Linked DNA regions of Mus musculus: regions 2 and 3 are each linked to region 1. A link is a contact called in public HiChIP or PLAC-seq data. All regions are on one chromosome and are shown on one strand. The core of a region is the stretch at or near the end of the contact, and the rest is flanking DNA. Distances in the headings are between cores, read along the strand shown.

Region 1 (3,855 bases), core at 103-2,602:
GAGAATGGAAGGGAGGAGAAGGAGCCCCCAGAGTTGCCTTTTTGTCTCTACTCTCCTGAAGGGTGTGGCTGTGCTTTTCCCACAGGGACTGCCAAACTGAAACATACTTTGCTCCACCCCCAGAGGAAAGTACTCAAGCTCTGTTATAGAACACTCTTGTTTCTTGGTCTGAAAGAGGGAACTGTCCTGTGTACAGCAGGGGATGTCACATACATGAAATCCAGATTGCTCACTCTCAAGCTGTGGCAAATCCTAGTGCTTGGACCATTGCCACCTAGCTCCTGGGCTTCTTGATCCTGCCTCTGGGCTGTCTTTGAGAATTTATAAGCCCTAAATTTCACATAACTGAGAAGTTCCCAAAACGATTGCTGTTACCTCTTCCTTTCACCCTTTGGCACAACATTAGGTAAGCGCTCCCATGTAGTTTAGTCTTTGGGACAGTAGTTCAAGTGTTCTGAGATTCTCTTTAAAGCCACTGCTAGTAGGACTAGGATTGCAGCTCACTGGTAAAACATATGTGCTTGGCATATACAAGACCCTGGGCTCAATCCCCAGAATCCACCAATAAAATGGCAAAGTCAATATTTCCCCTAGTCATTTCATAGTAATTGACACACTTGAGAAATCACAGGCACCAGTGCAGCCTGCCCCTTCATGGACATGCAGCTCAGATGCCTTCTCTGTGATGCTTGGGAGGTGATGTTCTCCTTGTACCTCTGCCCTCATCTATTTCTTGCAGTTCCTGCTCAACTGCTCCCCAGGTCTCAGTCTATGTACAAAGAAAGCTACCTGTAGGGAATGAAGCCAGCATTGTTATTTAACCAGGTAGAAGATGCCTCAACTCACTGCTTCATTTGGAAGAGGATAAAGTGGTACATGCATGACATGTGGTGCTATGTCATCACTGCACAAGGATGGCACACTTCCAGACAGCCTAGGGAATCTGTGGATCACAGTCCCCAGTACCTATACCCCAGGCTCTAGACCCTAAGATCATCTTCCTATGGGGGAATATGTTCTTCAGATGCAGTACCTCTGTCAAGCTCATTGTTAACTCTTCTCTACAAAACTGCTTCTCTCCAGAACAATTTCAATTTGAGTCTTTCTTTCAAATCCTCTTGATGCACCCTGCTGCATTCCTGGTACCTGTGCTACCTTAAGATGGAGGCTAATTCACCACCTTCCTCCAAGCCTGGAGAAGACCCAAGAGGATCCTGACTTCAGGTGAAAACCTCTGAAGAAGCAGCACATGACTCAGAAGCATCTTGCTAATGCTTAATACAGGATGATAGGTTAAAGTGAACCGGTATTTTTCCTTCGCCCCTCCCCAAGGCAAAAAGTGTAGAGGCAAGGCATGCACTGTAGACAATGGCACCATCTAGTGGTGAGCAGCCCACACCACTGATGACAGAACCCTCTGTGAGGAAAAGTCAAGCAATTAAAGTGGCTTGATCTGCTGCAACCCTATAGGTGGAACAACATTATGAACTAACCAGTACCCCCGGAGCTCTTGTCTTTAGCTGCATATGTATCAAAAGATGGCCTAGTCGGCCATCACTGCAAAGAGAGGCCCATTGGACATGCAAACTTTATATGCCCCAGTACAGGGGAACACCAGGGCCAAAAAGTGGGTAGGGGAGTGGGGGGGAGTGTATGGGGGACTTTTGGGATAGCATTGGAAATGTAAATGAGGAAAATACCTAATATATATATATATATATATATATATATATATATATATATATATATATATATATATAAAGTGGCTTGATCTGACATTGACTTGCGTTTCATCTGGATCCTTCTCGTAGGCCTTAAATAAAAGTGCGACTTTTTCTTTTAAATAAAAAACATTTAGTTCTATTTTACTATGTTCTCTGAGAAGTGTCACACTAAAAGAGGAAAGCATGCTTTTCTAAGCTAAAACTGTCCTTTTGAAGCTACTGCTAAGATGGCAGCAGGGCCAACACACTGTTCCTGACTGTCTTGGCAAAATTCTTGTAACAAATACCTCCTGCCTCTGAAGCAAGGTCTTGTTGTATAGCTCAGGCTGGCTTGGAATTTGTTTTGTGCCTAGGCCGACTTGGTTTTGAAATTCTCCTGCTTCAGCTTCTTGAGTGTTATGCCTCACCATACCTAGCTTGTAAATTTGTATTGGTAGAAAGGTATATGAGGAGTGAGCATGTACTGTCTAAATCTAATAGTTTGCCATCAAATACTTGGGCCATTATAGAAGGAGGCGGTTGGGGTGGACCAATTGGAGTTCTTACAATCCCAGGGAACCATAGGCATGAGAAACAACACACTGGCTTTCCAGCCTGAGAGTCATATGGAGGGGGAAGAGAGCCTCAGAGAAGCAGTCCGAATACTTACAGTGCACTCAGCCTACAAGCATTTCCTCATCCCTTGGACTCCCGCCTCTGACCTGCAAGGATTCTGATGTGGATGTAGAAACAAATTAAATTTCACATAGAATATCTAGTAGAGTAGACCTGATTTCTTCATTTGCTCATTTTGCTACAGACGCTGGTTGTGCACAGCCTAGGATGGCCTCATGCTCACAAGCCTCTTAACTGCTGAGATTATAGGTGTGCACCCCTACCTTCTGTTGGAATTATATTTATTTCTAACAGCAGCACACCTTCTGCTGAAGGAGTCTTCTCTGGGTCAGCATTTACAGTGGATTTAGAAGAGGTAGGAGAGTTCTGTGTTAGCTCTGGAAGTTCTGGAAGAGGCCAGACTGTTGTTACAGCTCCTAAAGAACGCCGCTGGCATTCTGAATGTATGTTCACATGCCTTCCGGCAACATTTCCCTTGATAACTTGTGACTTTTCCATGAACAGTTTTGTTATCATAAAAATAAACTTAACTTGACACCATCCAAAAAGAATAATGCAATGTTCTGTGCTACAGTAAGAAGCTGTCTGCAGACTGTGTCTTATTCTCTGTTCTAAGAGAGCCTTCATCAAGATACATTTGGAGTGTGTGTTTGTGTGTGTGTGTAACTAATAGTGATATGGAGGAACCAGCATATAGAAATTTAAAAATAAATTGGACTGTTACACAGGGTTGATCTTTATTCATTAATGCCCAAACTCTATCTCTTGAGTCCCCTTTGTTTTCTATAATAATGTCAGAATCGGCATGTATGTATTTCATCTGATGAGTTTATTGAGCAATATATTTTAGTGGCAAACACTGAGTTTTACAGAGATTGAGAATATTTTGTCAAGTTTTCCTGGGGATTAAGAACATTTAGCAATGAAATTATAAAGCCTTTATCTATTAAAGAGTTTTAATTTCCCAAGAGGCCTTGGTCTCGTCCTTCATTTTTCTTAAGGCCATAAAGTTCTGTTTGAAACGGCTTCTATATAGATAGGCAAGTCAGATGGTGCATGAAGCCTACAGCCACTCAGTCCTCACAGCCAGTGACATTCACCAGAGGCACCAGTGCCCAGTCCAAGAGGGCCTTCTTGCCAGCACAGCAGTGTTGTCATTAGCAAACATTTCTTATGTAAGATTCCTCAGGTGTCCACGAATCTCCAGTTTAATAAAATATATAATATCACAAAGCATCATTAAGTTAATACTGTTTTTCCTCTTGTTTTTATGTGTGATTTTAAATTAAAGATATTAAAAAAACAACCCAGGTGGTATTCAATGGATAGACCACTCTCCAAATATTTGTAGGGTCCTAGTTTTCACCTCTGGAGTATACATGTGAATGGGCATGTGTTCTAAGACTCATGTACATGTACACATATATTAATACACATGTCTACTCACACACATGCCCACTCATACACACACACATATACACTCACACACATATACATGTATGCTCATTCACACATG
Region 2 (4,037 bases), core at 136-2,635, 190 kb after region 1:
CTGATTCTCTAGGGAGTCTCCTAGCATGACCTTTTGCTTAAAACCTTCCATTCTTGAAGGAGAATCAGTCTTCTGCAGTGAAGAGCTTCCTGGTGGCTTATCTAATCTCATGTGGTTAGTCCTAAATATGTATCCGTAAAGAAACACTAAATGGATGCCATGAGATATGACTTACATTTGTATAAGCACAGACCAAAACAAGTCCATTTGTCACTCACAAAACACCACGTGTCCTTTCCTTGGCTAAGATTAGCAACTACAAATCCTTGTCAGTTTACATCACGTGGGTCTCTAGTTTGTTTGATTTTCCTATAAACTAAATTATTTGAAACCCTCCATTGTAGAATGTCCTCCACTCTCAAGTGGTATCAGAAGACAGCAGTCTTCTGCTTCTTTAGGTTTTTCCTTAACTTACCCAATCAGAAGCTGAATCATGTAGCTCATTTCTAGCCCTGCTAGCTAACACCCCCCACCCCCGTTTCTATATTGTATACACTCCCTTCACTGTACCTAGTCATCAACCTTTGTTAAAGCAAGTGTGACCTGCTGGTCCTTCATTAAATCACAGTGGCATAACACAGCCGAGGCAGCCTCAGTGCTGCACTGCTCTTACCTAAGCAGGTCTCCAATATTTCATAGGAAGCTTTTAGTATTGGGTTTATTTTGTTTTCTTGTGTGTTAGGATGTAGGAAAAATTTAAATTATACTTATTTATTTGCTTACTTGGGCTTTTTGTTTGTTTATTGATTTATTGTTGGGAAGGAGACTGGGAAGCATGCTAGTACCATTGCACCTATGAGGAAGTCAGAAGACAAGCCTCTGAAGTTGGTACTATCATTCCATCAGAAGAGTCCAGGGGACCAAACTCAGGTCATGTGCCTTGCCACCAAGCACCTTTACCCTCTAAGGCATTTAACTGACTAGTAATTTTTACTTACTCATCCTTAGTTGTATTTTTTCTGTCTCAGCATTGCATTCTAGCATGTAACATGTGGTAGTCTAATACCCTTTTTCCAGCATGTGTATCTTGGACCCACGATGGAGATGCTTCATCTGTACACTTACAAGTACTGAGAGAGTAAAATTTTTCCTAAGTAGGATCCTGAGGAGTAGGTTAGCCTAGGATCATCTCAAATCTTTAGCCTTTTTTTTTTTGTATGCCTGAAGTTTGTGCTTTTTGGAACTTTGTTAGAAAGCTTCTAATTACAAAAGCTTAACTTTACCAACTTCCTAAGATTAAGAGCACACAGGAACCACTACTGCAGACACACAGTATTCTTGGTATAATTGTACCTGCCCCATACTCAGATTCTGGTTCATGTTTTGTCTGCCCAACTCTAACTCTCACTCTGGGCGCATCTTTTTGTCATAGTTTCACTAAGATGACTCAAACCACAGTGCCAACCTCAAGAAACCGTTGGCATACACAAAGTATTCATCTGAGAAGCACTTCAGAATAGGAAGAAAGCCTTGGCTGATAGGAAAAAGTGGCTCCCACACAGGTCCTTCTGAAACAGCTAAGCTGATGAAAACTGTGGAAGATGACCCACTATGAAACATGTTTAAAAAACAAATATTTCTGAAGACTCACTATGTCTTTGCTGACAACTGTAAGCCTTTTATTCCAGACATGACTGTAAATAATATATTGTCCAATGAGTCTCTGCTCTGGATTTACATTGTGCAAATCTAGACACTGAATTGAAAAAAAAAACTTTACAAGAGATTTGCTTAAAAGAGAGCTGGCTGAGTTTCACAAGGGAGGCATTTCTCCTCTCATCTTAGTCTTGTGGGCGTTTTGATCTTATGTCTTGATGCTCTCAGAACCCCCATTCTGTCAAAACAGGCTTTCAGAAGCTCTTTGCTGAAGCCATATAAATGACTTTCCTCTTTCTTTCAGAAGAAAGATACATTTTTATTTTTAATTATGGTGCTGGGGATCACTCCAAGGGTGTGGGGAAGATAAGTACTCCAGCACGCAGACACATCTTCACTGACTCTCGGTGCCTTTCTGAAGGCTATTTCTCATCTTTCTTCTCCCTTATGAGAAACTTGATACTGTAACTTGCCAAAAGCGATTCATTTCTTCTCAGTACACTCTAAGAGCTTTAATACAGCTATATTGTATACAAACATGTCTTAAGAAAAGAAGAATAAAAGTTTTCATATTATCTTCTCCCATGTACAAAGTCCATAGGCATTATGATAATAGAAATTACTACCGAGAGACAATAAGAGAATATTCACCAGGTAGTGGTGATGCACGCCTTTAATCCCAGCACTGGGGAGACAGAGGCAGCCAGATTTCTGAGTTGGAGGTCAGCTTGGTCTACAGAGTGAGTTCCAGGACAGTCAGGGCTACACAGAGAAACCCTGTCTCAAAAAACAACACCAAAAAAAAAAAAAAAAAAAAAAAGAAAGAAAGAAAGAAAGAAAGAAAAAGAAAAGAAAGGAAAGGAAAAGAAAAGAAAGACAAGAATATTCACTCTTAAAGAAAAACTTTGAGTCTGGAGAGATAGTTCAGAGGTTAAAACACTGGCTGCTCTTCCAGAAGGCTTAGGTTCAAATCCTAGTACGCACACGACAGCAAATAACTGTACTTCCCAAGAATGCCATGCCCTCTTCTGGACTCCAAGCACACCATAAGATTCACAGACACACATACTATTTTTGTGACTTACTCAAAGTTTAAAGTTTCATGTGTGAATTATTATTCAGTTGCACACAATGGCTTATCTCACCCCAATTTATCTTCCTTTGCCTTTGGTTTTCCCTCTTTTTCCTCCTGATTCTTTCTTAAGGTTTGATATTGTGAAATTAAGACTCACTAATTTCAGAGGAGAGAGGCTGGAGGTTAAATATTATCGCCCAAAGCTGGCGATTCCTTCAACCATGCATATGTAGTCAAGTCTCCACAAGAATCCACTAGATATGACCATGCAGCTCAGTGGTAGAATGTGCAGTATGCACAAGGCCCCTGATTTTATCCCCATCACTGTAGAGAAAAAGAAAAAGAAAACCAAAACAGCATCACCCTCCATCCCCCCTCACACCACCAATAAAAACCCCAAAGTAAAGGGTTTACCACTTTTCTATTATCTCTTTCTATGCACCCTCTGCAGCATCCTTTATAATAAATGGAATTCTCTGAGCCTGTCTAGCATATTAATTGAACCCAAGAAGGGAGCTATACTAATTCTAGTTTAAAGCTGGTGAGGTGGGTCAAGTACACAGGTGAAAACAGCATAGGCTATCAGCTGGTACCTTCATGAGGAGGGTAGATTTTGGGAGCCAATGTTACCTCTTGGTCAATGGTATTAGAACTGACTTGAATTGGTGGCTTCAATGAGGATATTTTTCTTCTTACAAGAAATATCATTGTGTACTATTTAATTATTTATTACATATATTTGTGTACTTCCTTGATTTTCCACAATATGACACACTAGTCTTATCTTATATACTTCCCATATCAGTCTCTGAAGCAACCTTTCTCCAAGGAACTCTAGTCCCATATAATGGAGAATAGAACCCAAAACTAAGACCTGGGTGCTATATGTGCTCTATGCCTCTAGACTCTTTTTCCTGAAAAAGCAAGGAAGCTCAAATATTCACAACACTAGTATGTTCCCACAAAGCTATCACTATTTTATGCTATCAACCTATATGGAGCTAAGTATGACTTAACACCGACTCTCCAAATTGAATCTATCATCTGTGGCTCATTTTAGCCTCATCCCATTTCTTACACTGTCCTTTCATCTTCTAGAGTGCCTTGGTTTAAATCCAAACACCCACAATTGTAACTAACAATTGTCTATAACTATAGTTCCCAAGGATGCTATGACCTTTTCTGGCCTCCAAGGGCAGCAAACAATATATATGTTGCACAGACATGCATTCAGGTAAAATATTCATGCACATAAAATGAAATAAAACTAAAAAGAAAAATGTTGGCACACCACCCTCCTTAACAACTCCTTAATAACAATGTTCATGAATGCAGTAACTTCTTATTTAGCTAGCACCTAATCCAC
Region 3 (3,882 bases), core at 477-2,976, 210 kb before region 1:
CCATGAGATAAGGAGTTTGTTCTAGTAGGTGAGCCTACAACAACAGCCTGCCTCATCACAATACTGGGATTAGTAGGGTCAAGCAACTGTGTATTAACATCTCTTAACTGTGATCCTCTCTATAGGCTGATATTTTCAGGTATTTTGTGGCAGTGATAAAAAAAGTTGACTATCAGGTGGCATTACAAGACTGAGTAGTAAGAGTTTCTTTATGGTTTATCTATACAGTTGTGATGTTCTTAAACCTCTTAAATTAGATGGCTTCCTTCAGGGAGTCTGGTTCCTCACCCAGCTACGTAGGGCTTACTGCCCCCTACAGCTAGCATAGGATGTGATGGGCTTCTTCAGCTGTCCTCTTCCCCACTGTACATGCCAGTGACTTCATTCTTTGAGAAGTTCATGCATGCATACAGTGCATCCTGATTACTGTCCCCCTGCCTCTCTAATCTCCCTCCTACTCGCACCACATGCCTTCCACATACAGTCCTTTTTCTACAGTACCTTTCCTTTTTCTTGTGAGAGAGGCTGAAGCCTCTACCGTCTATCATTCTGCCTTGAAGTACTGCCAGTAGAAGGAAATCTGCTCAGACAGCTACCTTCTCTGTGCTTTCTTTCATGTAGGTGTAAACAAGCATCAAGAATAAAAATGAAGGTTATCTTGGAATGGAAAAAAAAATCAACCCATTAATAGGGCTCTGTTATGAGCATCAAGAACTCCATATACAGTCTCACAACAGGTGATACCCAATGTGATTCCAGATATGGAAGCCAGAAAGATTGTAGGGGTCAAGCATCAAAGCCCTGGGCTGGATCCTTTTGGGCTACTATCAGCATTCTGCATCCACCTTCATCCTCACTCCTTTGTTCTCACTACAGTGTTGACAGAGAAAAAGCCAAGTTCACTTTACAATGTGGCCTTTGCTTTCCTTCTGCAGGTCAGGAGGGGATTTCTAGCTGCACAGAGTTACAACCTTTTTGATGGTTAATCACACTGTGGTTTTACAAACCACAATTTACCCCAAAAGTAATGGAAAGAGGGGTCCTTAGCCCATTGAAAGCAGAATAAAGATGTTGGGAGGCCCACTTCCTATGACACCAATCTACTCTTACATAGCCCACAAACAAGCTAAAGATTGTGGCCTAGAACTCAAAGCTGCCCTAAGTCTACAGCAGAAAGGAAATTTCCAGAACATTCGATCTAAAGGCTCTCCAGTTTTCATTGCTTATAATTTAAGTGGGATGCTTTCCAAGAAATCTCTAACTCCACTATGCTTAAAGGGCAGAAGAAAGTGAGGTCAAGATGCCAAAGCCCCCTAAATTCATGCCACTGGGCACTAAGAATGCTGGGATTCTCTCAAAGGGTCTGTGCTACAGGCAGGATTAATGAAAATCCCTTGACTCAGCTGGGTAGAGTTTCTCAAAATGCCCTGCCTGGCTCTAGGGTGCAATGTAAGAAGAGGAGGCTAATTACCTGAGGAACAGGGCAGCAGAAGATCCATGACCACCGAATCGGCCCCCTTGGTGTATACATTGATCTCGTCAGTCAGCGGGTGGCGGATCACCACTGACATCCTCTTGCGGATGGAGTCGAAGCCAAGTGTGTGCAGCAGCTCGAAGGTGAGCCTGCCTAGGTGTGGCAACTCCACAGACACCTGGTCGTGAAGCCGGTCCACCAGGGCACAGTTATAGGCTCTGGCTGCATACACCAGTGCAGCCTCATCTGGGCTCTCAGCCTCATATCGCAGCTCCCCCTCCTGCTGCTCCCTCTGCTCCCCTGGACACTTCTGGTCTGTAGTACACTCTGAGGCCCAGCTTTCCTCCTGGCCTGCCTGGCTGGCATAGCCATTGCTGGCAATGGACGGTGCTGTTTGACCCAGCTTCTCCTCCAGCCCAAGAAGCATGCTGTCCTGAGACAGGCTGGGCAGAAAAGCTGATCCAGATTTGTGGCTGGATTTACTGGTGCTCAGGTTCCCGATACTGCTGCAGCCAGAAGCCAGGCGGCTGGGCGTGAACCTCCGAAGGAAATCTTCTATGGTCTTTACTGGGGACTTCAGCTCAAACCTCACCCTCACCTGTAATGGAAGCAGTCCAAAGGCAGATGAGAAAAATCCCAACTATCCCTCACTCTTCATAAGTACCTCAGGGGAGCAAGTGGTTCGCTGACGTTCAGGACAAACTGAGCCTGTCTCTTCCACCTACTCCACAATGGAAAAGCCACTTAAGGACTAGAATAGTGGATCAAACCTGCAATCTCAGTACTCAGGAGGCTGAGACAGGAGGAGCACAGATTCTAATCCAATTGTGTCTACTTATGAGACTAGTTTACATATTCTTTTGACTTATATCACTAAAATGCTTATATACCAGTCAACATGTCTAAACCCCCAAAAACCTTTCTCAGCAAATTAATAAACAGACTGATCCGTAATCCAAATTACTAAAATCTTTTTAACAAGCATCTGAAAAGAAAAAGGAGGCACACACAGAATATTGTTAGAGGTTTAAAAGGTTAACAGGAGAGCAATGAAGCCACTCTTTACTTAATGAGAATATACTGAAACAAGAGAAACCTGAAATGTAAGGATGCGCTCCAGTCAGCCCCAATCCCAGCATGGAGGGGACAGGGCATGACATCTCACCCCTAGCTAAAGAGCTGTTGGCAATTGATAGCTTCCCAGAGATTGGAGGGAAAGCTAGTTTTAAAGGTGTGGCCCATGCTAAGTCGACCAAGCTCCAGCGATGGCCATACCTCCATGAGTATATGGACAGCACAAATTATTTGAGCAGTTTAAAAAAAAATGGAGTGGGGGAAAGACAGACAAAATTTGAGTGGGTAGGGTAGCTCCTAAGAGGAGCTGGGGAACAGGATGAAATGACAAATAATACACTGTAAGGAATGGTAATAGTAGTAGTAGTAGTAGTAGTGATAGAGACAAAAAAGATGGGAGAAAAAGCAAATGTTAAAACAACCCAAATCTGAAATGTACAGATTTTTAAAACTTTATACCTGATCTTTTGGGACCAAAGTTGTAGATTACCATAGTAGTTTCCGGCTAATCCAGGCATTAGGACAAGTGAGACACAGGCCTAAATTATGACAAAAGCATTTTTCCTTTGGACCTATAGTGCCTCTCTTTTTATTTGCTTCTTTTGGTTCTGAGAACTGAGTGCTGGACCTCGTGCATGCTAAGCCTACCTTCTGCCATGGAACCGTATGTCCTTGCACACTGGAATGACTATGCTATCTGTCTGAGTGGGTAAAGGTATCACTCTGCAGCACCTGATGCCTCCAACACTCCTGACGGTGATATTTACCTCGATGCAGGAACAAAAATGTATTCAGAAACATATTCATTTGCAGTGCAAGGGTGGGTGAGTAACTATTCTTTCTGTTCCCTCTGTAGGATGGCACATGTGACCTTCCGAACACACCTTATGTTAGTTAAAGGGTAAGCTAGCACGCCCTCAGCCCTCCAGAAGTATACATGCCAGAGGGCTTTGATGCTTTGTGATAAAAGTTCCCACAGCCAGGTAAGGGATGCTAAGGCAGCTTGTACCACCGTAGGAATCAGCTTCTCCTTAGAGCTGGCTATACAAGCTTTGCATGGGAGTGTAAGCTTGAGGTCTTCTGTCCAGTTTTAGGATCTTTCAGGTCTCTTAGGGCCTTGCCAAGTTGAAGTATTGAGAATTAAGAGCATAGCAAAGTGAACAATGTTTTCTGCCATTGTAGAGAGTGGTAGTCTACCTTGCTCACTCCACATAATCTCCCAGGGGTTCTATTAGTGGAGGAAGGTTGCTGGAAGAGGTGAGCCAGGAGGCTGGTAGGGGGCAGGTCTAGGGCACACATTCAGCCCTGAACACCATTTCCATCCATGACTTACT

What was found. HiChIP or PLAC-seq counts read pairs in DNA pulled down with a chosen protein or histone mark.
Region 2: a BATF HiChIP or PLAC-seq map of CD8 T cells shows a contact between it and region 1, with 9 read pairs. The contact joins two enhancer-like sites. A contact is called at or near these places in 1 of 39 promoter capture datasets (the 3T3-L1 cell line), 1 of 15 datasets of contacts at CTCF or cohesin (the NIH/3T3 cell line), 1 of 484 Hi-C or Micro-C datasets (nephron progenitors) and 1 of 115 datasets of contacts at active chromatin or transcription factors (CD8 T cells).
Region 3: a CTCF HiChIP or PLAC-seq map of CD8 T cells shows a contact between it and region 1, with 5 read pairs. The contact joins two enhancer-like sites. A contact is called at or near these places in 2 of 15 datasets of contacts at CTCF or cohesin (CD8 T cells and large pre-B cells), 7 of 484 Hi-C or Micro-C datasets (adipose-derived mesenchymal stem cells, bone marrow-derived macrophages, cerebral cortex and 4 more) and 1 of 115 datasets of contacts at active chromatin or transcription factors (double positive thymocytes).

The regions. Positions count from the first base shown.
Region 1 is chr7:58,581,953-58,585,807 of GRCm38.p6, reverse strand. No RefSeq gene overlaps it. Among named protein-coding and RNA genes, the nearest start is that of Atp10a, 74 kb to the left of the region's middle. Within about 2 kb of position 1,352, at least 19 of the 459 cell types and tissues checked have an H3K27ac peak or open chromatin away from gene starts, as enhancers often do. A contact at or near this core is called in CD8 T cells, where this site is marked.
Region 2 is chr7:58,390,344-58,394,380 of GRCm38.p6, reverse strand. No RefSeq gene overlaps it. Among named protein-coding and RNA genes, the nearest start is that of n-TEttc7, 7.0 kb to the left of the region's middle. Within about 2 kb of position 1,385, at least 25 of the 459 cell types and tissues checked have an H3K27ac peak or open chromatin away from gene starts, as enhancers often do. A contact at or near this core is called in CD8 T cells, where this site is marked.
Region 3 is chr7:58,795,490-58,799,371 of GRCm38.p6, reverse strand. Atp10a (ATPase, class V, type 10A) reads right to left here. Exons shown (of 21, transcript NM_009728.2): 10 at 1,472-2,072. Among named protein-coding and RNA genes, the nearest start is that of Gm39019, 66 kb to the right of the region's middle. Within about 2 kb of position 1,726, at least 10 of the 459 cell types and tissues checked have an H3K27ac peak or open chromatin away from gene starts, as enhancers often do. A contact at or near this core is called in CD8 T cells, where this site is marked.